Linked DNA regions of Mus musculus: regions 2, 3 and 4 are each linked to region 1. The links are chromatin contacts, called in public HiChIP or PLAC-seq and promoter capture Hi-C maps. All regions are on one chromosome and are shown on one strand. Each heading gives the region's core, a stretch centred on a gene start, on an enhancer-like site or on the middle of the called end of the contact. The rest is flanking DNA. Distances are from core to core; before and after follow the strand shown.

Region 1 (7,542 bases), core at 2,650-5,149:
CCAAGCTTATTTTTACTTATTTTACTTATTTTATGTCCTTCATGAAGAAGGTGAGGCCAGTCTCAAACTTACTATAGAGCCAAAACGATGGCCTTGGACTTCTAGTCCTCCTGCCTTCTCCTCCCAAGTGCTGAGTGAGATTACAGGCACCCAATCCCATGGCACGTTTATGTGACGCCGGGGACCCAATCCAGAGATCTGCTTATGCTAGGCAGGAACTCTTATCAGCTGAGCCCATCCTCAGCCTGCTTATGTTTTAGAGGTGAGAGAAACTGTGATCAGACTCGATTGACTCCAGGCCATAGAGCTGGCACATGTGGGGGCAATATTTAAACTTAAGACCCGGGTATGAGCTTTCAATAGCTAAGTCCTCACGCACCAATGCTCTGACCCTTTTCAGTCATAGGCTCTTAGAGACTCCAGGGAGTACAAAGAAAGAGGACCATTGGCACTGCCATTGTCTAGGGTCCCCAGTGAGTTCTGGATACACAGACAGGAGCTAAGATGAAGGCCCCTGGGTTGCACCTTCTCATAGGCAGACTAGAAAACACACAAATTACCCTTAGCCCCCACCCCTTTTAGAAACCCTCAGGCTCTTTGACTTGGCCTCTGTTGCCTGCCTTTGGATCTCTTTCCCCTAGCTGGGCTGCCTGGTCTGGCCTCAGTGGGAGAGGATGTGCCAGGACAGGTTGGGGGTGGGGGGAGAAGTCCCCTTCTCCTCAGTGAAGGAGAAGAGAGAATGGATGAAAGGTATGGAAGGGAGGGACTGGGGAGGGCTGAAATTGAGATGTAAAATGAACACATAAATAATGAAAAAAAAATGGTTCTCAGGCACCCATGGTGAGGTGGGAAGGACACATGGGGCAAATTTTAGTTAGACTAGGACAGCCTTGGTGGCAGGTATGCTTGGGAGCAAATGTTTAGTCAGGAGGCACATTGCAGGGGACAGCAGGCTCGGGTACCAGATGGGCATGGGACAGGACAGGAAGAGACACTGCCTGTCTGGGCCGATTAATGAGCAGCTGATTAACAGGACACTGGAAAGGATGTGGGAATGGGATGAAAAGACCCTAGTACCCAGGGTGTTTTGCAAGGGAGAGTCATGGGGACTCGGTGCTGAGGGAAAGGATTTGAGTCTTGAGGCCTTACGGTGCTCTCTGGAGCTGGGCTGTAGAGGACTAGAAAGAAAGCAAGTCTGTGCAAAATAACTGCCTCGCCCCTCACCCCTGGCTCCCCCCACCCTGCCCCCCGCATCCATGACAACATCAGTGCACACCTGACTTATGATGGAGTCCTGTTTATTTGAGGATCATAAACAGTGGAACTAGAAGTGAGAAAAACAAGACATCAACCAGTTCCCCTGGCAAGGGCCAGCTCCGGCGCAGGCTGTGTCTGTCCAGGTGACGAGGCTGAGCCAGCAGCCTGCATCAGTGCTTTTTCCCAGGAGAAGTGGGGTGTGATGAAAACCCAGGGTTCAGTGACTCGTCTAATAGGGGAGGCTCGAAAGTCAACTTGGCGCTGGGTCCCTCAGCAACAGGTGAAAAGGATCGAGGGTTCACAGAACACTTAGTCAAGAGCACTCCCACCTGCTGTGACCCAGTCTGGGTAGTGTCACATTCTGGTAAGCAGCCAGTGTCCTCTGGTCATCACAAAGGCTCCAGGTATTCCAGAACCATCTGTGACCAGGTCCTCTGCCCAGCGAATGTCCACCTCCCTGGCCCAGTTGTCTCTGAGGTGCCTTTGAGGAGTGGACCGCCAGAGAGGCAGCCAAGGTACACGTGCGTGCTCCTCGGGGCAGCTCTGTTGAGTGACATTAGCCCCAGATCCCTACACATACTGCTTCTTGGATGCAGAGCTGTTGGGGCGGCTAGGGGACTTTCGGCCACCCTGGGGAGCTGTGTTTACAAATGGGGGAGGTCTGGAAGAGGTCAGTCTCTCCTCTGTGGTCAAGTTGGCCCAGTTCTGCTCAGTGGATGAGAGCCCGTTGTAGGTGGGACACGGTGGGGAAGAGGGTCCCTCGCCCATGGGGAGGTAGAAGAAAACCTGTTCAGGGTAAGGGTCTGAGGCACTGCCCTGGGCCGGGCGGGCGTCGTGGTCCCTTCGTGCCTTTATCTCCCGGCTGACACACCGACACAGCAGGTGAACCAGCTCCAGCAGGTTGAGCACCAGGGAGATGACTCCTACCACCAGCATGAAGATGATGAAGATAGTCTTCTCAGTGGGTCGAGAGACATAGCAGTCCACGATGTGGGGGCAGGGCGCACGCTGGCACACAAACACCGGCTCCATGGTCCAGCCATAGAGGCGCCACTGGCCATAGAGGAAGCCTGCCTCCAGCACACTCTTACACAGCACGCTGACCACATAGGTACCCATGAGCGCCCCACGAATCCGAAGACGACCGTCCTCTGCCACCGAGATCTTGGCCATCTGATGTTCGATGGCAGCCAGTGCCCGCTCTACATGTAGGTCCTTGGATGGCAGCGCCCGGAGCTCTCCCTCTTTCTGCCGCAACCGCTCTTCCCGCCGAGACAGGTAGATGACGTGGCCCAGGTAGATCAGGGTGGGTGTGCTGACGAAGAGGAACTGCAGCACCCAGTATCGGATGTGGGAGATGGGGAAGGCCTGGTCATAGCAGACGTTGGTGCAGCCCGGCTGGGCTGTGTTACACTCAAAATCAGACTGCTCGTCGCCCCACACCGACTCGCCAGCCAGCCCCAGGATGAGGATGCGGAAGATGAAGAGCACCGTTAACCAGATCTTGCCCACCACGGTCGAGTGTTCCTGGACCTGGTCTAGCAACTTCTCCAGGAAGCCCCAGTCGCCCATGTTTCCAGGGCCTCTCTCTGCAGGGAGACAAGGGTCAGAGGGCCATCAGCAGGGCAGCACAAAGCCTTTCTCAGCTCCCCCACTAGACATATGTCCATGGGATGTAAGCCCTTGGGAGGTCCGCCTGTGCTAGGGTCCCAATCTAACCACACATTGTGCTTTCTTTCACAGGCCAGTGCCCCAGGGTGACCACAACCCGAAGACATGTGGATTGAATAGAGGTTCCTATGGAAACAGAACAGTTGAGGAACTTATCCAAGGTCACACACAGTTGTGCCATGCCCTTCCTCCCTTTTGTTCAAGGCTGGCAACCCCCAAGAGAGCAGGGGTGGGGAGAGATGGTTATTAGGGGTCCCGTTCCCATCTTCCATGCCTCATTAAAAATGTTGAGGGCCTCATTTGAATCTTTGCACTTGCCGGTGGGGCTGGGAGTGAGGGAAGATGGGGTGAGGGACTCAGAAGCCCAGGGCATTTGGTCCACCTGTCTACCAAAAGGACCACCTGCGATTTTAGTGAATACACCTGAGCCTGTCCTAGCTCACTTCCCTCCAAAGCTGTTGCAGCCATTCTAGATAGAGCCTTGCAAGGAATGGCCATAGCTGGGTGAAGGTTCCAACGTTCCCAGAACATCTCATGGTGTGTGTGAAAACGTGGTGATGTGTGGTGTGGGTGCTGTTCCAGAAGTAAAGCAGGTACTACCAGACCTACATTCAAATACTGCTTTCTTCTCACCACCTGGGGATTTGGATTAGTAATCTTCCCGGCGCCCTCGGTCTCTCCTTAAGGGTTCATTGAAAAAAAAAGGGAAGGGAGCTAAACACAAGAGGCTGGTTAAAGGCAGGCTAGGTGAGTGCCGCTGGTGGCTTCAGTCGCGTCTGGCGCCCCGGGGGGCAAGCAAGCCTCAGCCCTCCCGCAGTGGAGTGAACCGTTTCCCCTGCCCCCCGAACTCACCGCCTGCTTGCCCGGCTGGCCCAGGTAGAGGGGACGACCGTGGCCGAAGCTGCGCCTGCGGGAATCCTGCAGGACCGCGCCTCCCGCAGGACGCCTTAAATAGCGCGCAGCTGCGGGTTTAGGGCAGGAAACGCCAGCCAGAGGGCTCTGGGGAGCAGGGAGGCGGGGCCTGGGAGGGACAGACTCCCAGGACCCGCCCAGATTGTGCTTCTTTGGTTGCGAGAGATGGAAGCTGTCTTGTTTCTCTGCTCTGACGCCCTCCGGTATCCCAGACTGCACTCCCCCCCCAGGTCCAGTGCCCTCCCTAGGTCCGCAGCAGGATGTGAAGGCGATTTTTTTTTTAAGCGAGAGGAGCTGGCAGATCTGGCACCTGGTCCGGAGGCTGTAAGGAGTGGGTGGGGTAAGAAGGGAGACTCATCCGTGTGCCCAGCTTCTGAGGCCACTGGACCCACATTGGAGAGGGGTGAGAATTCTCCCTTTCTAGAATCTGGTTGATCTAGGGGTCTCTACTTCACCAATCCTGGGCAGGCTATACCATCAAAAGTCACTTAGGAACGCTCTAGGGTCCTTTGATCTGAGAGTGGAAGTGGAGGGAAGCTCCTGTCCTTTAGCTGGGTTCCAGTCGATGCCTCTAAAAGAGAGGAAAGATCTTCCTGGGGAATTTGGAAGCAGGCAGAGCCCTGCTTCACTGTGAACGAAGAGTGTGGGATTAAGAATCCGCCTGCAGCTGGGAAAGCCACAATAAGCCTGCCAGGCCTGGTTTCCTACCCTCCTTACTAGATGCAGAAATTGAGCAGGGTAAGCCCCGTGGGTAACAGTAAAAGTGTAAAGGTGGGATCCAGGGCATCACGGGGTGTGGTTAGGGGTTGAGAAAGCCAGGCGGTGCAGAACAGCATCACTACCTTGGAGCCACCAGGTTTGGTTTCTTGTGCTAACGCCCAGAAGAGGCTGGGGGACCCAACCATGAGGCTTGTCAGAGCAACGAGGGTCAATCTTACCCTCCTCTGCCCTGACCCTACCGAATAGTGATGGAAGGATACCTGCTTCGGAGGGCCTGCCAAAGCCCCCAGTGTGCTGTATTGGTTCTAAAGGTTTGAGCGAGGACCTGAAGTCACTGAGATGTAAACCCTGAGCTTGGGAGGCTGAAGGAGGCAGAGCAAGAGTTTCAGGCCAACCTGGGATACATGGTGGGAACCTGTCTAAGCAAACAACCAACTCCACAAAACACAAATACACAGGCATGGTGGTACAGGCAGCCTGTAATCCTAGTTCTGTGGAAAGATGAGGCTGAGGAATTAAAATGTCAATGGTATGGGGCTGGGGTGTAAATATTGGTTGAGTGCTTGTTCAGTACTCACAGAGCCTTAGGTTCTAGCTAGCCCTGGTGGCACATAAACCAGGTGGCACATGCCTGGAACCTCACAGGAGGGGGGGGGAGGAGGAGGAGGAAGAGGCAAGAAGGTCAGAAGTTCAAGGCTGTCTTCTCCTTTGTGAGTTTGAGGTCAGCCTGTGGTACATGAGACATTGTCAGGGAGAGGAGAGGCAGGGGAAGAAGAGAAGGAGGAGGGAGGGAAGGAGGGAGGAAGGGAGGAGGGAGAGAGAGAGAGAGAGAGAAAGAGAGCGAGAGAGAGAGAGAGAGAGAGAGAGAGTTCAAGGACAGTCAGCAATTTAGCAAGACTCTTGCCTCAAAATGTTGAAAGAAAGAAATTTGGCGGTGTAGTTGAGCAGTTGAGCCCATGCCAGGCTTGTGCAGGCACAAGGTTTCTGTCTTTGTTGTCCCAAGTATGACCAACCTACCTACCATCCAACCAAGACCATCACAAGGCCTGACAGAAAGGATCTGCACTGTTCCAGGAGAGGGCAGAAAAGCCAAGGGAGGTTGGGGCCTAGGATTGGCAGGGTCTAGGGCAGCTGAGGGTGAGGAAGTGGCTGGGGCCTCCTGGGCCGGGGCAGTCCATGGGTAGGCTCAGACTGCAGACCAGCATGGTTACTGCCTGAGCTCAGGCTAGACAGGCTTTCCCTTCCAGGCCTCTCTTTCTCTGAGGGCCGGAACAGGCAGGGCTGAACGGAGCCTCCTGGGATTCCACTAGGGACAAGTGCGCCGACGTAGTTCTGACCCTTGAAGGCGTGGGAACAGTGTCTGCTCTGGTAGCTTTTCTGCCGAGTTGCCTTTGAGGTTGGGCCTCAAATCCTTTTGAAGGTTTTGCTCCCATCTGGTTCCCAGGGAAGTGGGGGGCAGGGGAGCTCATTGAGGACCTCGGGGTGATGCCAAGGTTGCTCCAACCCCTTCCTGGACTCTGAGATCAGGTGTCACAGATGAAGAAGGGGTAGGGGCCAACCAACACAATATTCAAAAGTCAACTCTTCTGAGGGAAAATGTCCCTGGATCGTCACTCTTCACCCCCACCCCTTTTGTCCTGACCCTGTTCAGCCTGCCACCAACTCAGTGACCCCAGATGGTCTCCTAGCCTCCACTCAGCCTCTACATTTTTGCAGAAACCTGGCTATAAGGTTGCCCTGTTTCAATGCCAGGCCGGCACTCCGTCACCAGCCCCATCCAGTCATTCTCTGTCGTGTCTGTGTGCACCTACCTTTGTGCATGGCTCTGTCTTCTCGGAGCAGCCTCACGTGTGGGAAACTCTCACACGTGGATGCCTCCAGCCCCTCAGGTCTTCGCTGAGATGTCTGTCATCTTCCCCAGAAGTTCCTTTGCTGGCCTCCACTGGGTCAGATATGCCCTGCAATTCCTTGTTTAAAGCTTTTTAGATGTAGTTAATATATGTAATACTATATGATATGTAAATATAGATTTATAACACATATGACTTAATATATAATTATATATATATATGCATTATATATGTATATATGCACACACACACACACAACTCGGTGGCATAGACCAGTAATCCCACCATTCATGAGGACTGCCAGTTATGGGCTAGCTCATACTATACAAGATCTTGTCTCAATCAGAACACAGTTCTTATCTCTGGAGCCAACTATGACCGACCATGCCCTGGGAACACATATTTAAGTTACCCCAAACGTCATGTTTCATCATGGCAACTGTTTTATGAAGGTTTTTGTTTTGTTTTTGTTTTGTTTTGTTTTGTTTTTTGTTTTTGTTTTTAAATAACAGAACAAAGTGTTTTAAGAACTATGGATGGTAGAAGAGCTGAAGAGATGACTCAGTGGAGGTCCTGAGTTCAATTCTCAGGAACCACATGGTGGCGCACAGCCATCCGGAATGGGCAGCTGGATGTGTCTGAAGACAGCTACAATGTACTCATATACATAAAGTAAATATATCTTTAAAAGAAAAGGGCTGGGGAGATGGCTCAGCAGTTAAGAGCACTGAACTGCTCTTCCAGAGGCCCTGAGTTGAATTCCCAACAACCACGTGGTGGCTCACAGCCATCTGAATGAGATCTGATGCCCTCTTCTGGTGTCTGAAGACAGTGACAGTGTACTCACATACATAAAATAAATCTTTTAGAAAAGAAAATAAACTGGTAGAAACATCATATATCTGAGTCTTGGCAAAGCAGGGAAGTCCCTCCTGCTGGCCTCAGATGCGTTCAGGATGCTCTTAGCCTTTGGATTGGTGGAAGCTAGGAGTCTGTGTATTCCAAAGATATTACCTAATTGTCCCAAGGGTGTTAGGTGGAATGCAGAGGTGGGCGATACCTGTCTTTGGGGGTGGTAAAGATAACCTAAGGTAATTTGACTTGAGACCCGCTAACATTTCTGCTCCCTATA
Region 2 (7,542 bases), core at 1,568-4,067, 1.7 Mb after region 1:
TAGGGATTGGAGAGATGGCTCAGCAATTAAGAGCACTGACTGCTCTTCCGGAGGTCCTGAGTTCAAATCCCAGCCACCACATGGTGACTCACAACCATCTGTAATGAGATCAGTTGTCTTCTTCTGGCTTGCAGGCAGACGTGCAATAGAGCAGTCATGTACATAAAATAGATAAATAAATCTTTAAAAAAAATAAACAAGTCTTACATTTTGTAATACTTATATGTAACCTTAGTTACTTTCCATTCCGGGGTTAAGGGAGCCCATGACTGGTCAGAATGAGAACAGGGGTTCGTCGTCACCAGTGGGAGGGGATGATAACATGGGATTTGCCCACCCAGAAGGTTCTCCCAGACAAAATGTGCTCGCTCCTCTGAACCCTGTGCTTTCTGGGGTATTAGCTCATGACCCCCCCCCCCCACTGTTTTGTGTTGCTTGCTTGTTTTGCCGTCTTTGAGATAGGGTCTCATATAGACCAGGCTGGCTTTGAATTTGCTACATGGCCCAAAATGGCCTTGAATTTCCTCCTCAGCTTCCCAAATGCTAGAATCATAGGCCTGCATTACTGTACCTGGTTTCTGGTCTCTCTTGTCCCTGACCATGGATGTGTGTGCACATGTGAGTGCAGGTGTGTATGTGTATGCACATTGGTAGAAAGACCAGAGGTTGACTTCTGGTGTCTTCTGCTTATTTCTCTCTACCTTTTGTTTCTAGATTTATTTATTTTACCTTATATGTGTGAGTGTTTTGTCTGCATGTACATGTGTATGTGCACTGCACGTGTGCCTGGTGCCTTTGAGGGTAGGAAAGAACTGCATCAGATCTCCGGAACTGGAGTTACAAAGGGTTGTGACTTCCCATGTGGATGTCGAGAGCCAAACCAACACCCAGTGCTCTTAACCCCTGAATCATCTCTCCTGCCCCTCTACCTTCTCTTTTGAGACAAGACAAGGTTTCTGTAGCCGTGGGCTTTCCCACCTGTACCCCAGTTCCTGAATAACTACTCGGAGGCTTCTTTGTTTATGAATAATTGCCTAGGCCATAGCTTTAGCTTGTCCCCTGACTAGCCTGTCACTTACCCAACCCATTTAAACGCTTCTGAGTTCAGCCACATGGCTACTTTCTTCTCAGTCTCATGAGCCCAGAGTCTGGGCCAAGCATCTTCCACCTCTGACTATCACCCAGAGTTCCCATCTCTTTCCCGGAACTCCCATCTTCTACTTCCTGCCTTTTGTTAAAGGGCCATCTGCTTTTGATTGGCAGGTGATGCTTCCACACAGTACACATCGATTCTCTCTACAGGCCTTCCATTGTATCTGAAGCTCACTCATTAGGCTAGGCTTTCTGCTCAGTGAGCTCCAAGAGTCTGCCGATCTCTACCTCCTCAGGGCTGGGGTTGTAAACAGTTGCTGACGTTACCTGAGTGCCGGGCACCAGAACGCAGGCCCTCACACTTGAGTGCTAGACACCAGTGACTGAACTTTGCCCTGCCCCTTAGTTCACAGTGTTACTTGTAATCCTGTGACCATGTAATTATATAGTGATCAGCTCTTACTTCCGCTTCCGGTCTTAAAAAGGACACAATAAACCCCTGCTTCCTTCAAGGCCACTAAGAGAACCCAACCAGATCAAGCTGGCTCCCATGAAAATCCAGGATGAGCAAGAAGTATGAATGTTAGTTTCTCTTTTTTCATTTGAATTTATTTCTTATTTTCTGTGTGTGAACATATATGTACGCGCAGATATGTGTACCACAGCACACATGTGGAGCTCGGTGGACAACCTGTGGGAGTTGGTTCTCTTCTTTCTTTCATTGGGGGTGGGGTCTTGTTAATCAAACGCAGGTCCTCAGAGTTTGGTGGCAAGTGTCTATACTAGCTGAGCCATCTGGCTAGCTGGTTAACATCATTTACCACTAGGGTGTAGAAAATGGTTGCACTGTGCCTGTGGGGCAAGAATGGTTTCCTAATCACACTTGCACTTACAGTTGAGAAAGGCTCCTTTGGGACAGGATGAAACTTTGACACACCTAAAAGCTGGCGACATCATTGCCTTGTTCAAGACAGGCTCATCTCTCTGGATAAAAACTGTCTTTCTGCTGACTTAAAAGTCAGGAAGGTTGTCTGTGTTCATATATGCATATGTGTTTTATTTTTACAGTCCTGGGGATTGAGCCCAAAACTTCTGTCTCTGTACTATAGCCAGCCCCAGCTATCTTCATTTTCATTTTGGGACAAGGTCTCATTAAACTGCCCAGGCTGGCCTTGAATTCACCGTCGTGGCCTTGACAAGCTTTAAATGTGATCTTCCCAAATAGCCAAAGTTATGGTGCTGTTCAATGGGGGTGTTCTGGAGGGAGAGGGTGTCAGATTACAAACTTGTTGGAATTTACTTAACCAATCTTATTATTAGACATCAACATCTTTGTCAGGAACTCATTACATATTCCTTGTTTCTGCCTTTGAATTCTTGGAAGTGGAATTACTGGTCCAAAGGTTACGTTATTGCCAATTTGTTTCCTGGGAGTGATTTTACCCACTTACACTCTCACAGGCAATTTTACGGGGCTCAAACAGAGACTCTGGAGTTATTAACTGTCAAAGGCCAAACTAGAACTTCACCCGCTCCAGGCTTCCTTCTCGTTTTTCCCGCCCACTCCATACACCAGCCGAGAGCCGCACGCGCTCTGTTGCCCCAGCTCTTCCCAGGCTGGCCCGCCTCTTCCTCGTTCCCAATTCTGCCCAATCGGAAACAGAATTTTCTTAGTCTCGTCGTACGATTGGTAAATGAAAGTGCCCGTCAAGTTCGGGGGCGGGTAGAGAGGGTTGACGGATGCGGCGAGCGACCAGTGTGAGCCCGGAGTAGGATGTACGCTGGCCTGGAAGCGCTAGACCTGTGAGGTGTGCGGCTGGCTGTTGGAGTGAAGCTTTGGAAGACATGGCTCCCAACGTGTTGGCTTCCGAACCGGAGATTCCGAAGGGCATCCGGGCCGTGTTGCTGGGGCCGCCCGGGGCTGGCAAGGGGACGCAGGTGAGTGTCGGTTCCGTGTCGGGCGGTGGAGCCCGAGAAGCTACAAGGTCAGGGCGGTCGGAGAGCCGGAAGCTCCTTTCCCGCCCCGGAGCTGGGTGGTGAGCCCTGGCCTGCAGGGACCCTCGCGGGGTCTCCAGTTGTGGCGCGGTGTTTAGGGGAGGGTCCCAGTCGCAGTAAGGGGGAGGCTGGGTGGAGGTTCTTGGGGGAACCCAGGATCGTGTTAGGGCATCCAGGGACTGTTACTTGAAAATTGTGAAAGGCAGGGCGATCCCCCAGGCTGAAGCTCTGGATCACAGGCCCGAATGGGAGAAAGCTTTGTGACCAAGTCGCCCTCGGAGTTGAGAGCGTATTGCCCTGAGTCAGGGATAATTTCTAGGCATAAGGGGGTGAAACTTTTAATTTTTTTAATGGCTAATGATTAGGGGTACTAAGAAGTCTCCACGTGGGGCAGAGTGGTTACTGGTGTATGCCTATCGAGGCGTTCTGCCAAGAGTGAGGCATGAGCCGCGGGAGCCACCAGTGTTGTTGGGGGTGGGGGGATGGGAGAAAACCTTTCCAGCTGGCCAGAAAACTGGAGGTGAATGTATAGATTCGGTTCATAAGCCACGGGCATCATGGGGGGTTGTGAGTGGGGCAGGGAGTGCTCATGGAGCAGCATGAGATGGCTCTGATGGTTGTAATTGAGCAATTGAGGGCCGCTAACGTGCTAGATCAACAGGTAAGAAAACAGGTGTAGAGGTCCAGTGACTTTTCAAAGTTAGTGAAATCGGTTTCACAGAGGCCTCAAGGATTGCCTTCTGCCCCACTGCAGAGCCTCCCTTGCTTGGCATCTGGGCCATAGATCAGGGCTGGGATTTATGCTGGCACGTAGGGCTTGGAAGCTCATATGGTGGGCCGTTGGTGTCACTTTCTTGCCCAGCCTTTGGCCACAACCACCCACCCCTCAACTCTACCTCCCCATCAGACCCCAAGCTTTGATGATCACTATGCTCTAAAGAGGGAATTCTTTCAAGGTTGCGTTCCCAAGCAAATGAGTGCTGTCCTCCCTCTTCACAGCACTGCTGAGTTTATTGTTATGTTTTTAAAGATACCTCCCCTCTGTCTCCCTCCGTCTCCCTCCCTCCTTCTCTCTCTCTCTGTCACACATAAGGTGGGAGAGTGTGTGTGTGTGTGTGTGTGTGCGCAGGGACGTAGAGAAAGAGTGTGTGGGGACATGCGTGCCGTGATGCATACGTGGAGGTCAGAGTGCAACTTGCTGGAATCATTTTCTTTTTTCTACCATGTGGAGCCCAGGGATCGAACTCGGACCGTCAGACTTGACGGCAAGCTACTTTACCTGTGAACCCATGTCACCTGTGTACCTATGTCACCTGTGTACCCACGTCACCTGTTCTGTTTGCCAAGTTCTCAGTATTTTGGCAAGCAGATCAGCATCTCGGGCTGTACAGTCTACGTATATGTGTGTATATCTGTGCATGTAGAACGCTATGTATGTAACTTCTCAGTGTTTCTACCTAGAAAATGTAAAGCTTACAAAGACATTGGAAGATGATGGCTTTTATATTGAGAGCACCCACACATTCCTAGCTGGTGGCAGGGCGCGTGACAGCTGTGAACGCTGACCACTCAGTGGCATCTCTCTCTGCCCCCAGCTCAGGTGTAGTGCAGCAGCATGAAGCTGATTCATTCAGATCTGGGAGGACCATGTGCCGTGGGCTCATGGAAGGCAGTGCGAGAATCATGGAAGTTGGTCCAAGACGGCTTTGTGCAATGATTAGAAGTTTGGCTTGAAGGATGAATATGGATGCTCATGTCTGTCTGTAGTCCCAGTGACTTAGGCAGGAGGAGACTAAAGTCAAATTTGATGATAGCCCAGCTAAAGTTTAAAGGCTGGCCTGGCTACAGAGTGAGACCCTGTATCTGAGAACACAAAACTAAGAGCTGGGACTTCAGAAAATACAGGGCACTCGCTTAACCTCCGTCCGCTTCCCTTTCCTTATCAGGAGCCATAAAAACACCGGTAGTTGTAGCTTCGTAGTGCGGAACAAAAGTTCACACAAAGCCCACAGAGTGGTAGCCTAGAAGAACGCTCTGCCTGGACACACCCCACACACAAACTCTCCATTGTAAGTTTTAAATACACAGAAGAGGCTAGGCACAAGCTTAGCTACTGTGGGAGCCTCACAGGTTCAAGTCCTAGCTGGGCTAAGATTGAAATCAGCCTGAGCTGCAAATTAGCAGGGCTGAGAATCTGTTCGCTGGCAGTTCATTTACCCAGCTGTGTGAGCTCGAGTCGTCAGTACCACAGGGAGCACAAGAGTGGCATAATAGGCCCTGGTAATCCTCAGCTGATGGCGGCCATCGCTTTCCCATCCACACTCCCTACAGGTTATACTAAAGGAGCTCCAGGCTCCATAGCTGTTTTATAATATATTTTAGTATCTCTACAACAAAATCTTTTTAAAAATATATAAGTTCAATAGCCCCTAAAACTGTTAACAGATTTTAATAATAATAATAATAATAATAATGTTCAAATTTCTATCAGTCTCACACATAATTTTAAGTCTTTCTGGTTTGTTTTTTCCTAGCCTTTAAAAACGAGTGTTCAGCCTGTGTGCAAGGGTGTGTGATGTGTGAGTGCACATGTGGAGGCCAAAGGACAACTTTCCCTCATTTCTCCCCTTCCACCACGTGGCTCCCTCGTGTTGAACTCAAGACACCAGGCTTGGTATGGGTGCCGAGCCATCTCGCCTGCCTGCCCTGTTCCATTTCTTTATGGTATAGTTTTGGGGAAGAAACTTGTCCTGAGAATATTGTTCCTTTTCTGGGAATTTTCCATTATATTCCTTTGGTGTGTTTAACATCTTCCTCTCTTCCATTTCCTGCAGATATTGTCTGTTGCGTCCAGTTTATCAGATTCTGTTTCTTGGCCTGCCTTCCCCGGGGCACTGTCGTGTCCTGGCCTTCGGTTGGACACTTTCCACTCCCATTTGTCTGTGAGGGCTTAGGAGCTGTTACTATCTGTCGCCTAAGCCTTGCAGTTAATTATGGACGGCAAAAACAATACTATTCTGGTTGTATTACTCCTTTCCCCTCCTTAGCTGAAATATCTCTTTTCTTCTCTCTTCCCTTGTCCCTCCCTCTGGCTTTTTTGAGACCAGGTCTCAGCAGGTCTCAGCCCACGCTGGCCTGAAACTCAAGGTGTTCATTCCTCGGCTTCCTAAGCATGGGATTCCAAGCGTGCATCCCTGCTGGTGGAAACTTCCCACCCCCTAGGTGCTCACTCGTCCAGCGTGGTTTATGACGTCCATTTAAATGCTTGCTCTGTTCCCCCTCTTTGTCAGCTTTCCACGTAATGGGTTGACTATGGAATGTTTTCAGTTGGGAAATTTAAACAAGAAATCGCAACTCGTTTTTCTTGTGAGGATCAGAAGCTCTGAGAGCAGTGGCCTTCCATTCCGGTGTGGCAGGAGCCACTTGTAGCTGAGTGGTATTTCTGCGTTGGCTGATCCCTTCATAGAATCCCCTTATCTACATACGGTGCCCAGTCCACATTAGCAGCTCTTTGCTCCTGACCTGCCCAGTGAGATTTATGTTCCCTTCCCACCACTTCCTTTGTACCGGTATAATTCCATATTACATGATTCATGTCAACACGGCTAATTTCCTTAAAATTTTCTGGGCTAGGAGATGGCTCGGTGGACACCTTTTTTTTTTTTTTTTTTTAAGACAGATCTCTCACTAGCCTGATCACATAGATGAGACTAACTGGCCAGTTGAGTCTGTCTGTCTGACTCCCCAGTGGTGGGATTGTAAGCACGCATCACCACAACCAGGTTGTTGTACGTGGGTTCTGGAGTTAGAGCTCAGGCTATTGTATTTACAAAGCAAGTGACTTTCCAATTGTACTATCTCCCCAGCCCCATATGACAGGGCAATTGAGTGTCTTTGGCTGAATTCCAGCCCGTTCCTACTCTTCACGGGTGGGGCGTGGTAGGGCGGGGTGTGTGCTCCCACATGACCAGCAGTAAACTAAGGCAGAGTCTTGCACCTGGCTGTGGGGTGTGTTCTTGCAGCTTTAGAGTCACCCAGAAGTGACTTAGCAGCCTACCACTGGGGGTAGCCACGGAACACTTGAGTTACCAGAGCAGTTTTTCTCTCCGGTGTTTAACCCTGGCTTCTGGGATTTATCCACTCAAGTTAATTTTAATAAACACAGAGTTGATTGGCAGGAAGCTCCAGTCCCTGGGTGTGTGTCCACAGTGCAGCCGACTTTCCGTAGTCAGCCATTGCTGACCTGCATCGTCACGGGTGCTGTCTCTAAATCCGTCTCACTGGGTTCCATTTCCCTGGGAGGTGATTTCTTCACCTCAGTGGAATCAGTCTGTGATTCACAAACCAGAATTTCCTGCATGGAGTCCCATCGGTCGTTTGTCTCATGCACCCGAGAAAACACCCAGTGAACTAGTTTAAACAAGGATCCCAGCTTCTACCTCTATAAACCACTGA
Region 3 (7,542 bases), core at 1,428-3,927, 1.6 Mb after region 1:
GCTCACCTTGTTGGCACAGCTGAAGCCCAGCCCCAGTTCGGCTAGAACCTTCAGCACGCCCAGGCTGCTGTTGCACCCGACAGCATAAAAAGGCCGGACTCGAGGCAGGTGCTTCAGAAAGCAGAAGTGCTTCCTCACTACAGCACCCAGGTCGGCCACGAAGAAGGCAGCCACCTTGCCCTGCACAGCAAGAGGCGAACGGATGTGAGACCCAGCTCCCTCCCTGTGCCTGCTGGCTGTCCACAGTCCTTCCGGAGACCGGACACCAGCACCCTGCTGTAGCTTTCTGAGGCTCCCATGTCCTCCAGGACGGAAGGCAATCTAGGGCTGACACTTAAGGCTGTGTGTGACCAGCTCTAGTCAGTCCCTCCTCTCAGTCCAGCTAATGCCAACTATACAGACTGTCTACTCTTTCCCATCCCAAGCCTCCTGTGTTCCCACCATGCCCCCTGCCAGGTCTGGCAGGTTCTCAATTTCCTGTCATTCACCCTAAATGCTACCCCCACACTTATAAATACATATATACATACATACACATATATATGTATGGTTATACATAGTTATATATAAAATATATGTGTTATGCAAAATAGGTTTTAACCCATAACATTTAATGCTCTGGCTGCATTCTGCATGTCCTTTTAAAGCAGCAGACCTATATATACAGCTATCTGCTCCACAAAAGGCAGATACCGTGGCGTACAGCCCACTGCCAATGTCATGCAAGTGCTCTTCCCACTTGCAAGCCATGCCTGATCCTCACAGACATGGTTGAGGCTGTGGTAAACCCTTCCTGGGACTCATTTTCCTCTTCCTGCAACTTCTTTTTTTTTTTTTTAATGGATACCCATTCGGTGTTGTCCAACATAATAATTGAGGCAGAGGCCAAAGACCTTGAAAGGGCTTGGATCTGGAGAGAAACCGCCCTTAAGTAGTTACAAGTCCCTTTAATAAATGCTATATGGGACTCTACAGAATAAGTGAGTGGCCCTGGAGGCAGAGAATACAGAGCCAGCCAGAAGCAAATCAGGAAAAAGGCAACCGTAGAGGGAGGGAACCCTGAAGACAAGCCCAGCAAAGGCCCAGTGAAACAGCACCTCACATACACAGCGACTCTGCTCTAACTGAGCAGAGCGCAAGCCTGAGCATGAAGCCGGAAGTGCGGCTGGGGGTCCTGGGGCAGTGGGGAGCTGTTGTGGGATTCTGTTCCGGAGACTTGCAGCAGGTGGGAGAAACAGGAGAAGGTCCTGGGGGCTTCGGAGAGAAGAGGACCAACCACAAGGGAGGTTCTCCCGTGAAGTTCCTGGAGCTGGGTATGCCTGAGTGTAGAAGGGGAGAGCGCAAAAGGCAGGTACTCCGAAGTTCCCACCTGGAGTGCTGGGGAGACCGTGAAGGTGGAGATACTGTTCTTTTCTCAAGTCAGGAAACACAGGGAGGGCAGATGTGGGGGCAAGGACCAAGAATTGGAGATAAAGGGGACAATCTAGTAAATATCAAGTAAACAAATACCAATACCGAGAGAATGGGAGGTCTCCTACAGAGAAGAGGACAGGCAACCAACCCACACCCATTTCCATCCCCTCACCGAGGTGGCCTGGGAGGCCCCCAGAGTGAGCTCCTCCAGCAGATCCCGGGTGCTGAAGCCCTCCTCCACCATCACAAAGTCCGATTCACTCAGATAGCCAGCCATGCTGAGCAGGAGGAGCCCAGGGGCTGGAGGAAACCGCTGCCTTGGAGCACCGCTGGCTGCCTTGGCCACCGCCTTAGAAAGTATGCAACACACTGTGGGGAGAGGGAGATGGAGGAAACCGCTGGGGAACAGGCTGCATCCCTCACCTCCCCAGGCCTACGGTCCCTGCCCAGTCATGTTCTGTGCCCTTGCCCAAGCCTGAGAAGCCGAGGTTCGCTGGGAATGGTGAAGTTATGTCTGCTAGAGCCTCAATTACCCCCATCTGTTAAATGGGATTGGTTTGGAGTTCTTTTCCAGTTCTGAAATTTGAAATTGGAAGAAAAAAAATGTGGGGACAGATCTGAGAAACCTAGTTGGGGAAGTCTCCTTCCAATTGAAGGATTTCTCCAGTCCAGACTACACCTACCTAAAGGGCCAAAAAAAAAAAAAACAAAACCCGTGAGCTTGAGTTCGAGTCGGCTCTCTGCTTCATGACCTTGGGTCAGTTTCCCCATTTATAAAAGGTTGGTCCTGACACACTAAGAATGCTCTATGAGCCACGGGTGGGTTCTGTCCGCGGGACGGCTCTCTCAAGTGCAGGGCGGGGGTCCCGCACCCCAACCCCAGGCCTCCTTACCAAGCCCCGTCCTCCTTCGCGGGGGCCAGAGCCAGGCGCGCTGCTAGGGGGGGTCGCCGGTGACCTCGAAACTTGTGCAACACCCCGAGGAGGAGTGGCAATTGCGGAGCCGAGGCCCCTGCTGAGAGGAGGCAAGGGGGGCCGGGGGAAGGGTCAGCGCCCAAAGCCGAGGACGCCCGCTCCCCGAGGCTCCCCCCCAGCCATCTCCTGCACTCGCCTTAAAACGCATTTACACGGCTTCGGCCCATAGGTCTCCCCAGCGAGTGAATCGGATCCTCGGCGCCTCCGCTCGCTCGCTCCCCCCGGCTCCGGCCCCGCGGCCTGCGCCCCGCGCGCCCAGCAGCCACCGACCCCACGCCCCGCCTTGCGCCCGCCGCTCGCTTATATAAGCCCCGCCCTAGCCCCGCCCCGGTGCCCTGGCCCCGCCCCTGCCTGCTCCGTAGCCAGGGCAACCGGGTGCCGCCAGCCCATTGGTCGATTCGGACATAAAGCATTCAGCCCTGCGAGGCTGCTCCGCAAAGCTGCGCAGCTAAGCAAGCTGGCTGACTGATGTCCGCGGAGGTCCACGCGGGGAAATCCTTCGAATCCTAGGCGTCTACGTGGTCTGAGCCGCAGATCCTGCGTCCTGCGTCTCAAAAAGTGACTCCGGAAAACTTTTCTGTCCCTGGCTGAAGTCGATGGCCCCCTGCTCCTCCCCTGGTGAAGTTCTGGCTCCGCCCTTGGAGCCCAAACCTCTCCTGTCTTATTTTGTAATATGACCTTTTACTTAATCGCCTCTTCTAGGCATTTTAAACTCCCAACTCAAATGCCAGCTAAAATGTATTCAAATAGAATTTTTGTGGCTTCACGAGCTCGGGGTGATGCCTTCATTCTCAGAATCCACAAGACTCTGGTGAAATGTGGCTTCGACTCAAAGCATGTCTCCTCTTCTATACACAAATCCCTGTTCATCCATCAGAGTCCAGTGTAATATCTTCCTCTATCGGACCATCCCTGGCCCCGAAACGCAATGGGACTCACAGTCCTTGTCTCTGTCTGACCCCTCCCCTCCTTCCCTTGAGCCTTAATATCAGTTGCTGAGATACCCGCACCTGCTTTCCTTTTTTTTTTTTTTGCCTGATAAAACATCTCAGCTTTGTGCACTCCAAGGGCAGGGACTGAGAGCCGGGCTCCTTGGAGTGCTTAGCATGCGCAGGGTGTTGCTCAGAAGCTAATTCAAGAGTTCTCCGGGTAGAAGTCCGAATGCTGCTTGTCTCTGCGCATGTGGCTGCTGACTGGGAAGAGACAGAATGGAACCTTTCCGGTGCTTGGTAATGGTTACAGGTGTGTGTGTGTGTGTGTGTGTGTGTGTGTGTGTGTGTGCGCGCGCGCGCTCCTTGAGTTATACACATATGATTAATGCCCTGTTGTACCTGTTATGTATACTACGTTAAGAGTTTGCAAGTTTTAGCCGGATGTGGTGGCGCACGCCTTTAATCCCAGCACTTGGGAGGCAGAGGCAGGCGGATTTCTGAGTTCGAGGTCAGCCTTGTCTACAAAGTGAGTTCCAGGACAGCCAGGGCTATACAGAGAAACCCTGTCTCGGAAAAAAAAAAAAAAAAAAAAAAAGAGTTTACAAGTTTTAAGCCAGGCATGGTGGCCCATAGCTTTAATCCCAGCAAATCTCTTAGTTCGAAGCCAGCCTATTCTACACAGAGATCTACTACCAGAGCTACACAGAGAAATCCTGTCTCAAAAAAACAAGAAAAAAAATTACAAATTTTAAGAAAACCCTTGGTAGGGTTGGAGAGATGGCTCAGAGGTTAAGAGCACTTGTTGCTCTTTCGAAGGACCAGGTTCAATTCCTAGAACCCACGTGGGAACTCCACCTAATTCCACACCCTCATCTGACTCCCCTGATCACCAGGCACAAATGTGGTACACATATGCATGCAAGTGAAACATTCATACACATAAATCTTTTAAAAAATAAAGAAGGAAAGGAGAGCCCTTGGCATATAATAAGTACCTCATAAATGCTACTGACTTGCCAAGAATATCCCAAGTTTTATTTGGTAGAAATCTATAGAGTCTCACTTAATTAAACTGCCTTTTAATTATTGCTTGAAGTATGTCTGGGGGTGAGAATGTAGCTCAGTTAACAGAGAGCATCCTGGCATGCACCAACTAAACAGGATATGTTGGTATTGTCTATAATCACAGCATTCAGGAGTAAGAGTGGAGACAGGAGGCTTGGAAGTGTAAGGTCATCCTTGGCTACAAGGGGAGTTCAGAGCCAGCCTGGGCTACAGGGGACCTTGTCTTAAGAAAGAAAGAAACAAAACAAAGCCACTAACCCATCTGTAACATCTCCTGAAGAACAGCCAAGATGTTCTTAGAGAAAAGCAAGTCATTTCGTAAAGCCTTAACGTGTATGGGGCCCGGTTCACATCTCCATCACCAAAAAGGGGAGAGAAAAGGACTTCCTCCCCCAGATATCACAAAACATTCTATTAGGTTGTAGTCCTGAAAACAATACGGTTCTGGGGCAGGAAAAGGTAATTGAATAGTCATGTGGATGGGAAAGCTTGGTTTACAATGAAAGCAGAGTTTCATTCAGACTAGTGGAGCTGAGAGCTTGATCAGCTGTGAACATCCATACACCCGCTGGGCTGTAGTCTTTCTGAAGACAAAGGCACATCCTGTCCAACCTCAGTATCTCCCCAAGACGTATTTTACAACCTAATCAAAATAAAGTTCACAACTGAGGCCATGTGGGACCACGGAGTCGGAGAAAGCCATTTTCTGATTCTCACCTTTCCTGAGCCACCCGTGACAACTGAGCAGGCTGCCTGGCCTCCATTACCCCTGTGAACCAATTGGGTTCACACTGCTTTCTTGAGGTCTAGGTCCTTCTGCTTGGAAGCTCTGTGCTTCCTGTGCACAGGGGTATCCACTGTACACGCGTCACTAGCGGGTTCCTGCTTTGAGAGCTAGCAGCCATTTACAGCATGAGACTCACAGTTCCTGTCCATGAATCCTCTTCCTCTCTCTCAAGGAGCAAGGTTCTGAGATCAAACATCTGAAAGGGGTGGGCCTTGGAAGCCATGGGAGAAGCCTCAAAAGATTAGGCTTAGAGGAGAGGAAACACACTCAAACATTGTTGGCTCTATGTTTTGTTTCTGAAATGGGATCTCACTAGTAGCTCAGGCTGGACTAGAACTCACTACGTATTTGAGGCTAGTCCTAAACCCATAGCAATCCCTCAGCCTTTCCGCTTCCTGTTACAGATGTCAGTTCCTATACCTGACTTCTACTGCTTTTTGCTGTTGTGGCTTTTGATTATTTGGTTTGACTTTGGGGGGGGGGGGTTGGAGTATCTTATGTTGTTGTCGTTATCGTTTGTTTATTTGTTTACAACAGGGTTTCAAGTGGCTCAAACTAACCTCAAACTAGACATGTAGCCAAGGGTGACTTTGAACTTCTGGCAAAACAGGCTTCCAACACCACTCCCAGCTTTAAAATTAACTTGTTATTTGGCAATTTTGTATACTGGTTCTACATTTTAAGTGTTCGTTGAGCTGACTGCATTTTGGGTACCGTGGTCTTAAGTCCTCCTGGGATTAATAGGCACATAGTAGGTAACATTTAGCATCTCTGTGAATGAACAAATCAGAATCTAGTCTATCCATCTGTAATCTGTAAAGGATTAGTTATGAGAAGGAAAAATCTACACCCTGGACTAGGTACAATTAGTCTGCCTTTCTCTTTTTCTCTATTAAGTAAATATTATGTCATTGAGTCAATTTGATCTCTTACATCCTGAGAGCTGCAGTTGTTCCCATTTTGTAGAGGTATCTGAAGCTCAGAGGAGTTCAGTAATTTGCCTAGAATAACACAGCAGGTAAGGGTGGAGCCTAGTGACTGGGTTGGGAGAAATGGCTCTGGCAAATAGGAGAGGCCCTGGATTCACTCCCCAGCATCACTCAAAAGGAAATATTTTTCCGGGCAGTGGTGAGACAGGCCTTTATTCCCAGCACTCGGGAGCAAGTTCCAGGATGGCCAGGGCTACACAGAGAAAGCCTGTCTCAAAAAAAAAGAAAGAGAGAGAGAGAGAGAGAAGGAAGGAAGGAGGAAAGAAAGAAAGAAAGGAAGGAAGGAAGGAAGGAAGGAAGGAAGGAAGGAGGAAAGAAAGAGAGGAAAAGAGAAGAGAAGAGAAAAGGAAAGGAAAGGAAAGAAAAGAAAAGAAAAGAAAAGAAAAGAAAAGAAAAGAAAAGAAAAGAAAAGAAAAGAAAAGAAAAGAGAGCCAGGCAGTGGTGGTACATACCTTTAATCCCAGCACTCAGGAGGCAGAGGCAGGCAGCTCTGAGTTCAAGGCCAACCTCGTTTACAGAGCAAGTTCCAAAACAGCCAGGGTTACACAGAGAAACCGTGTCTCAAAACAAAACAAAACAAAACAAGAAAAAAAATGTGGTGACTCTTAATCTCTTAATTGTGTGTGTGCATGTGTGTGTGTGTGTGTGTGTGTGTTGGTATATGTACTATGTGTAGATACACAAGCACATGGATACATGTACTAATGAAGGTCAGAAGAGTGTCTCAAGTGTCAGTTCTCAGGTTCCGTCTGTTGTCTCCCCCTTCCCAGTGCTGGGATTAGAATGCATGTTGTGCCCGGCTCTGTACTTGGATCCTGGGGTTCTAATTTGGGTCCCCACGCTTGCCTTACTGACTGAGACTTCTCCACAGCCCCTCACCCTTAACTTTAAGCTTTTCTGTTTGGAAGCCAAGCAGCGGCTGGGAATTCATCCTGCTGGCATCCAGCCCGAGCTCCTCTTTGCCTCTCTCTCTCCTTTCCATATCATCAAACCTTCTTGACTGCTGCACAGAGGAACCCTTGGGAGCTAGAGAGTTGGCAAAATGTTTATTTATTCAGGCTTCCCAAATTGAGCCTGAATTGATTTCCTAGGGCTGTCGGAACAAAGCAGCAGCAGCTGGTGCTATAGACAACAGAAATGTGTCAGTCCTCCGTTCTGCAGGCTGGAAATCGCAGTAAGGTATCGACAGACTGCTCTCTCTCTCTCTCTCTCTCTCTCTCTCTCTCTCTCTCCTCTCATTCCTTAGCTTGTGGGCGCATCACTCTAGCATAGTGGTTCTTCAACTCTGGGTTGCAGCCCCTTTGGGGGGTGAAGTTGAATGGCCTTCCACAGGAGTCACCGGAAATAGTGGATTATTTACAATTCAGGACCCCAAAATTACG
Region 4 (7,542 bases), core at 2,317-4,816, 1.3 Mb after region 1:
GAGCCCTAGAGCATTGCTGAGCTAACAGGTAGCATGCCTGGAACATCGCATCCTCTAGGACGTCCTCATCCTAAAAATGTAGCTGGTCTACAGGAAGACCTTCCCAGCAGCGCCTGGTCCTAACAAAGCAGAAAGCCTTTCATCATAGTACATGTTTGAGGTGATCTAGATAACGAATTTTGATGTAAAGCCTTTTTGGGGTACTCTAATTCAGCATTTCTTGATCAGTTCAATTAGCAAGCACTATTGGGGTCCCACTGTCCAGTAGGCAGCCCTCAGCCATCTATCTTAACCTTTCACAAGTTACTCTGTTGAAACCTTTCTATTCTACCCCATTTGTGTGTCTCCCTCCCTCCCTCCCTCCCTCCCTCCCTCCCTCCCTCCCTCTGGGGACAGACCCTTTAGCGTTGGCCTTCAGAGAAAGGTGTGCTGGTCACATGAGCTTTGAGCATTTAGAAGCCCTTGCTACTCGCTTTTCTCATGACCTCAGTTTGCAGGAGTCTGCCCGCAAGGGGAGTTCTCAGTGGGTGCTGAACTTTTGAGACAGAGAGCCTGGGCCAGTTCCGGACTAAGGTGACTGACTGAGGTGATGAGTCCAGCAGGGCTGGCTCCAGGTAACAGCATGCAGCCCCCATCCCAACCTGCAGACTCACTACATGGGTGGCTACAAGGAGCCAGTCTTCTTCCTCCCCTGAAAGTCCAGAGAGGGCAGAGCTCGGGTTCTGGGCATGTGGCAACCCCTCTCTTGGAACTGAGTGTGCCAGAAACAGGCCAGCTGGACCCCGGAACAGAGTTACCCAGAGCTTTCCTTACCCAGGCACGCACTGTCCCCACGATCACCTCCTGCGGGGTCCTGGCAGGGCTCCTTCTTGGCTTGTCTACTGGGGCTCGGGGTTTCCTATGACACATACACAGAGGACCTTAAATATCAATGACACTTTAAAACCCCCCTGGGAACCTGACCAGGCCTAAGAGAGCTCACTACAGCTTCTAACACCACAGATTGTGATGTGGGGCCAGCATCCCTGTCAATGAATTAGCAGCAGGCCCAGGGGCCAAGGGCTAACAGCCTATGCTCTCTCCCTTTGCTAGGGAGGCCATGAGTTAGGGACAGGGCACAGGAAGAGGATGACATGAAAAGAAAACAGTAGTTTACCTGGGACTTGCCTGCCACCTCCCAATCTCCAATGCTCGCCATCTTTGGAACAGTTGGGGCTTGGGGTGTGAGGACAGCTGAAGAAGAGAGCAATCCGTGAGATAAAAGCTTTGGTTCTCTAAAACCACTTCCTTCTGAGACGCAGCTTCCCAAAGGTCATGCTGGGAATCACACCAAGGGTGCCCCACACCCGGCACGCACTTGCCATTTCACTTCCTTTAGAAGCTGGGACTCCTAAGCCGTTTTCAGTTATGTCCCAGGTGTGAGGTACCCTTCCCCATCCTGTGAGCAGCACCCAGCCCACTGCCACGCCAGCGCCTTCTGTATGACTCCAGCCAGCGGGTCTTGCTCCCATCTCACAGAGCTTCTCAACCTTTGGCTCAATAACAGCATCCATCCAACATTTATCCCACTGTGTACCTTGAATTCTGTATGTCCTTTCTCCCCACCCCACCCCCAAGCCCATCCCTTGGGAAGAAAAGCCTCACTCTCTTCTATCCCCATATCCTTGGTACTTACCACTCTCTTTCAAGGACTCAGGTGGCATCTTGGAAAGGTCGGGACGTGCATTCTCCACCCACTGTTTTCGGGGCTGGCCCTCAGAGCCGTGGGTCACTGGCTGCAGCTGGAACCTCTGGAACTCCTGAACTGCTTCGAAGGACCTGGAGTCTTCAGAGCATAGCTCCAGTCCCTACACAAAATCAACCATCAGATCGGTGTGGTCCCCTCAATGGGACAGGACTGTTACCTTGAGTGTGAACGTGTTCCATGGGGTTAACAGATTCTTAGGATCCAAAGAGGGTTTTAACACAGTAAGAAAACTATCAGACTGACTTCAGGAAACAAATCAGCATTTATACTACCATATGAATTCTGTCTGTGCTACCGAACGAGGTCTATCTCCACTACGAAATGAGTTCTGTCTTGTGGAATTCTGGGAGGCTACACAAGTATCTAAAGCAGGTGAACACTATTCAAAATGCTCTTGCTTCACAGAAGTAAATTACATAAAATGTTGTGACCTTAAAAATAACTGATAAGCATATTTATAAGCCTGCTTGCCTCTGAAGTAGTTACAATCAACAAAGAAGCTGCATGGATAAACTCTAAGACAATCCTCACTCTAGCCAGCTCCTCCAGCTGATACCACGCTACAACGGAGACTTCAACCCCTTGGGCCAGAACTGCCAACACGGAAGAAAGGCAGATTCAACTGACAATGACGAGGAATGAGACAACCATGAGGATCGTCTCAAGTTTCTAATCCAGGAAGGAGCTTAGACATCATCGCTCCACCTCAGCGAGAAGTGAGCTGGACAAACCCAAGCCGAACAAGACTCAAAGCTCTTAGATCCATCAGAGAAGCGAGGCCACACCACCTAGGCCTGCCCTCGAAGCTGGAGAAGTAAGAGAGGTGACTTCACTGGAGGGGAGACCTCTGAAGGGACCGGTGCTGGCAGGAAAGCCCTACAGCTAGAGGCACAGGGCAGGCCACCTGAGAGTCAGGCTCCAGGAAACCCAGTCACCAAGACAAGGGCAGGTGAGCTTTACCGAGTGTCACTTCCAAGAGCTCTATCCATCCTCGTAATGAGGGGAATGCGCAGGAAAGTCCCCTCATGATTCTGCAGGGTGGGGTGGAGTAGGGACAGGAACCACTGTGAAACACACCAGTGTACTCTGTGAACAGTGAGTGCCGGAGCATAGCCTACTTTACATAAAGGAGCTGCCCCTTCTGTTTCCCTACTATTCTGCACAGGTGACAGGAGTGCCTGCCTGAAGCCCTTTCTAGCAGCCTGCCCCACCCACAAAGGGAAGCCTGAGAAATACTGATGAATTTCAGAGTCCAGAGCACAGAGCTGTAGACTGCCCACTAGACATGCTCTGCCACTGTATTCTAAAAGACTTACTTACATAGCTCCTTCCACCCAAGACATCATATGCCACCTTTTAACCAAAACTTTCAAGGCATACCGGAAGGCAAGCAACATTTTGAAGAGCAATCAGCATGAACCAGTGTCAGATGGCAGAGAGCTGGGATTATCAAACCATAAAACTTAAAAATAGTAACCCAGGTGCCAACGGTCTAAACACACTAACTAGCTGGCATGGTGATTCTCATCTGCAATCCCAGCAGTTGGGAAGCTAAGGCAGGAGGATTGCAAGTTTGGGAGCAGGCTGGATTATACTATAAGACCCTATCTCAAAGATAAATAAACAAACCAAGTAAAAGGCCAAGAGTGTATAAAATATGACCCAAATATATGCTGTAACTAAGAAATCCACTTTAAATATAGAGACACCTTACAGATAAAAGGCAAAGGAGGAAGTAAGAGATACCAACTTAACCCTAACCAAAAGGAAGTGGGCCGGAAGATGCCTCAGTGGTTAAAGTTCTTGACACACAAGCAGTTCAGGTCAAACTTCAGACCCCAGAGCCCATGTAAATACAGGGTAATCATGGAGGCCTGTCTGTAGTGCCAGCTTTAGAAGGCAGAGACTGGGGATCCCAAGAGCAAGCTGGCTAGTAAGACTAGCCACATCCGTGATCTCTCGGTCTGACTGAGACTCCGCCCGCCTCAATGAGTAAGGTAGAAGAGTGATTAAAGATGAATCCTGGCATCAACCTCAAGCCTCCAAACACACACACACACACATGCACACTCGTGCACACACACATGTGCACACACATGCACATGTGTGCACACACACATGCACACACATATAAGCACACCCTAACATACATGCAAACATGCATGCACACCATACACATGCACATGAAGAGGGGTGGAGTAAGAGAAGCTGTATTAATTTCAGAACAGGAGACTTCAGAGCAAGAGAAGTTCCCAGGGCTGAAGAGTGGCTTCATGATATGATACAGGGGTTTGACACTCCACAAAGGCATGATAATTCTCATCCAGGTAAGGACTGCACACACCTTGATCCTCCATACTTCTAATAACACAGTCCAAAACTGACAGAAGCAGAAGAGGGTGAGTACAGTCAGTGACGTCAGCACAGCTCTTGGAACAGACAAAACCAAAGTCAGTTGAAGGGAAGAGAGCGATGAGCGGTGTAGACTCACTAGCGGGACAGAACAGCAGAGGGATGGCTGAATTCTGCAAGGTAGAACTTCTAACGAAGGAGTACAAGATCTGCCCTCATGGACCATTCATTGCCACGGCAACCACATGCCAGGCCACAAAACACACTAAGCGAATGTCAAAGGGCAGGATCGTGACAAGTGGGCTCCTCGGATCACATGGAAGTGACTCAGAAACAGAAAGGTAGCTGGAAAATCCATGATACTTGGAGCTCAAACAATATACAAGTAAATATTTGAGTCAAGGAAGAAATTTCAAGAGAAATTACTTTAAATTACATGAAAATACAACTTAAGATAAATAGATAGATAGATAGATAGATAGATAGATAGATAGATAATTAGATAAAAGCCCTCGGGATGCAGGGAGAGTTGCAGAGCTTGGAAGTGAGTTACCAGTGCTGTATCCAGAACACAGGACTGGAGAGACGGCTCGGCAGCTGCGAGCACGCGCTGCTCTTCCAGAAGACCAGGTTCAGCTCCTACCACCGAGTTCATGAGTGGAGCAGCCTTGTCATGCCCACCAAAGAATCTTTCACTGCAGGCATCTACTCCCTGTATCTCTTATACATTTTCTGTCTCTGTTTTATGATGCTCCCTGACCCTCAAGGGAGGTTGTATGGGAGAGACGGCCCAGTCAGAGCTGAGTACTCCAGTCTCTTACTCTGCATGATAACCAGCTGTGAATCTCTGCTTTAATCCACGTCTACTGCAAGGGTAGTTTCTCTCATGACAGAAGATGCAGCAATCCATGGGAATAAGGTAAGAATTTAGGGGGCAGTTTAATACTATGTCCATTTAGCAGAATAATAGTATTTGGCTCTCCGCTAAGGCCTGCGACCTCGTCAGTGGGGTTTTAGCCTAGTTAACAGCGCAAACATGAGTACCATCTTATGGAGCAGGTCTCAAATCCAACCAGGCCATCTCATCCGCATAACATTCCCACCAACATCGTACCAGCCGGGAGATCTGGTCAGGCCACTTGTCAAACTTCATGCCACCATGAAAGCTAGCCAGTGGGGGTGAAGCTCCCAGGCTGGTGCCAGCTTGATTTCTCTCTGTGCTACAGTTCAAGTATGTGGTGTCTTCAGCAACAGGGCCTTCCCATTAAGTTCTGGAGGGGCCACCAGGGGCAATGGCTGTAGCCTCTAATGTTTGTGGACTCCCACTGACCAGCTCAAGAGGTAACCCATATCTAGAAAAAGGCTTTTTATTTGATAGCCTGGGACCTGGGAAAAGCATTGCTTCTTTTGTAGAGTCAGTCCATTCCTCTGTGTGTGTGTGTGTGTGTGTGTGTGTGTGTGTGTGTGTGTGTGTGTGTGTTTTAGAAAGCTCGCACAGTGGTACTTTTCCATATGGCATATTCAAAGGTCCTATTATTTTCCTTCCCCACACTCCCTGCTCCACCTTGCCCTCCCTCATCCCTTTAACCCCCTTTTCCCCATTATTTTCTTTCCCTCTTCATGACATCTGTATTCTACCCTTCCTACGAGATTCTCCCTTCTCTCAGTCACCTTCACCTGTCAACTTGACATATCCCAGACCTATCTGAGGTAGTCTCAACTGGGGAGGCCATTTCCCTAGGCTAGTCGATGTGGAAGGGTCTAGCCCACTCTAGGCAGTGCCATTACTAGGTAGGTTGGCCTGGGTTGTATAAGAAAGCTGGCTGAGCAAGCCAGAGAGGGCGAGCGGGGAAGCAGCATTCTGCCGTGGTTCTGGCTTCAGCTCCTGCTTGACTTCCTGCCCTGACTTCCCTTGATGATGGATTACGGGCTGAACTACGAACTTGAACCTCCCCAAGTTGCTTTTGGTCATGGTATTCTGTCATAATACCAGAAAGTAACTAATACCCCAGGGTCCCTTACTACTCTCCTGATTTCTGTGGGCACTCTAATTTAAATATGCATCTAAGCCAGACAATGGTAGTACATACCTCCCAGCAATTGGGAGGCAGAGGCAGGTGGATTTCTGAGTTTCAGGCCAGTGTAGTCTACAGAGTGAGTTCTAGGACAGCCAGGGCTACACAGAGAAACCCTGTCTCGGACACTGTCAGCCCACAAAAATAAAATAAAATAAAATGAACACACATCTAAATTGTCAAAGCTAACATTCACACATAAGAGGGAATAGGCAGCATTTGTCTTTCTGGGTCTGGGTTACATCACTCAGAGTAATTAATTACAGCCCCAACCATTATCTGTGAATTCCATAATTCATTTTTCTATCAGTTAAATAACATTCCACTCTATCTATGCACATTTTCTTTCTCCATTATCATCAGCAGAAGGGCGTCCAGGCTGTTTCCATTATCTGAATTGTGCATAAAGCAGAATGAATGTGGATGAGAAAGCAGCTCTCTGCAGCAGGGTATGCTGAGGAATGGCATCGCTGGATCACAGGACAGATCTGTTGCTAGCTTTGTGGGATCCCTCCGCTGTGATTCCCACAGGGGCTGGACCAGTTACACTTCTGCTAAGAGTCAGGAGTGCTCCCCTGCCCCCATGTCCACACTACTATAGGTTGTCAGCTGTTGCTGCTGCTGTTGTTGCCATTGCCGTTGTTGTTGCTGCTGCTGCTGTTTTATTCTTAACTATCCTGACTGGGGTAAGGTAAAATCTCAAAACCGTTCTAATTCGCACTTTGCCCGGAGCCATCAAGGAGAAGCTAAACAACTAGCAGGTAATCTTGCTGAGATGGTTCTGCCGTGGACTGTGAAAGTTAATGATGGAACTGTTTCTCTAGGCAAGGCCGAGAAGAATTTCATTTTAGGAAAGATTCCTGCTATTAATATACTTTTCCTGTTATTATTAAATATATATAACAATCACTAAGTATTAGCTCACCCTTTTGAACAGATCTCTGCAGAACACTAAAGATGTACTGTCTTGTAGTGATGCTATATAGATGCTATGTAGACAAATTCTTAATGATGACCCTATAAGAATTCCTAAAATTATATTAGTAATCACCAAGCTCTTTTATACTAGGACTGCTATTAAGTCCTTTCTGATGTCCAAACTGCAACGAGAACTCTGCCAGCCTTCAAGTGCCATGAGTCAATTGCTTCTGAGATAGCAAGCAGGCGTCTACACCTTAGAGCACATTCCAATAGGTTGTAAAACAATTAACTGAAGGTCCTAAAAAGGGAACTAAGGTGCAAGGACAGAAGATAAAATACTGACTGGGTTTATCTATACAAAACTTCACTAATACCTCAGTCACAAATATTATGGTTAACTCTCCATGAACCTGTAGAGCTGGTGACAGATGGTGGCTGTTTAGCCAG

The links. Promoter capture Hi-C pulls out the DNA fragments that hold promoters and counts their contacts. HiChIP or PLAC-seq counts read pairs in DNA pulled down with a chosen protein or histone mark.
Region 2: a promoter capture Hi-C map of cranial neural crest shows a contact between it and region 1, with 4 times the contacts expected there. The contact joins the promoter of Ak2 here to the promoter of Gja4 in region 1. A contact is called at or near these places in 3 of 39 promoter capture datasets (cranial neural crest, embryonic stem cells and hippocampal neurons).
Region 3: a contact with region 1 is called in a promoter capture Hi-C map of cranial neural crest. The contact joins the promoter of Azin2 here to the promoter of Gja4 in region 1. A contact is called at or near these places in 3 of 39 promoter capture datasets (cranial neural crest, embryonic stem cells and frontonasal cranial neural crest).
Region 4: an H3K27ac HiChIP or PLAC-seq map of large pre-B cells shows a contact between it and region 1, with 7 times the contacts expected there. The contact joins the enhancer-like site here to the promoter of Gja4 in region 1. A contact is called at or near these places in 7 of 39 promoter capture datasets (the 3T3-L1 cell line, 3T3-L1-derived adipocytes, the C10 cell line and 3 more), 2 of 115 datasets of contacts at active chromatin or transcription factors (large pre-B cells and stem cell-derived neural progenitor cells) and 1 of 9 other capture datasets (embryonic stem cells).

Annotation. Positions count from the first base shown.
Region 1 is chr4:127,310,140-127,317,681 of GRCm38.p6, forward strand. It overlaps Gja4 (gap junction protein, alpha 4), which reads right to left and starts at 3,900. Exons shown (of 2, transcript NM_008120.3): 1 at 3,781-3,900; 2 at 1,281-2,846. The coding sequence starts at 2,829. The coding sequence ends at 1,828.
Region 2 is chr4:128,990,407-128,997,948 of GRCm38.p6, forward strand. It overlaps Ak2 (adenylate kinase 2), which reads left to right and starts at 2,818. Exons shown (of 7, transcript NM_016895.4): 1 at 2,818-3,030. The coding sequence starts at 2,938.
Region 3 is chr4:128,959,778-128,967,319 of GRCm38.p6, forward strand. Azin2 (antizyme inhibitor 2) reads right to left here and starts at 2,678. Exons shown (of 11, transcript NM_172875.4): 1 at 2,524-2,678; 2 at 2,307-2,427; 3 at 1,586-1,782; 4 at 7-180. The coding sequence starts at 1,690.
Region 4 is chr4:128,590,660-128,598,201 of GRCm38.p6, forward strand. It overlaps Zscan20 (zinc finger and SCAN domains 20), which reads right to left. Exons shown (of 8, transcript NM_177758.4): 3 at 1,676-1,847; 4 at 1,157-1,233; 5 at 814-898. Among named protein-coding and RNA genes, the nearest start is that of Zscan20, 16 kb to the right of the region's middle. Within about 2 kb of position 3,567, at least 54 of the 459 cell types and tissues checked have an H3K27ac peak or open chromatin away from gene starts, as enhancers often do.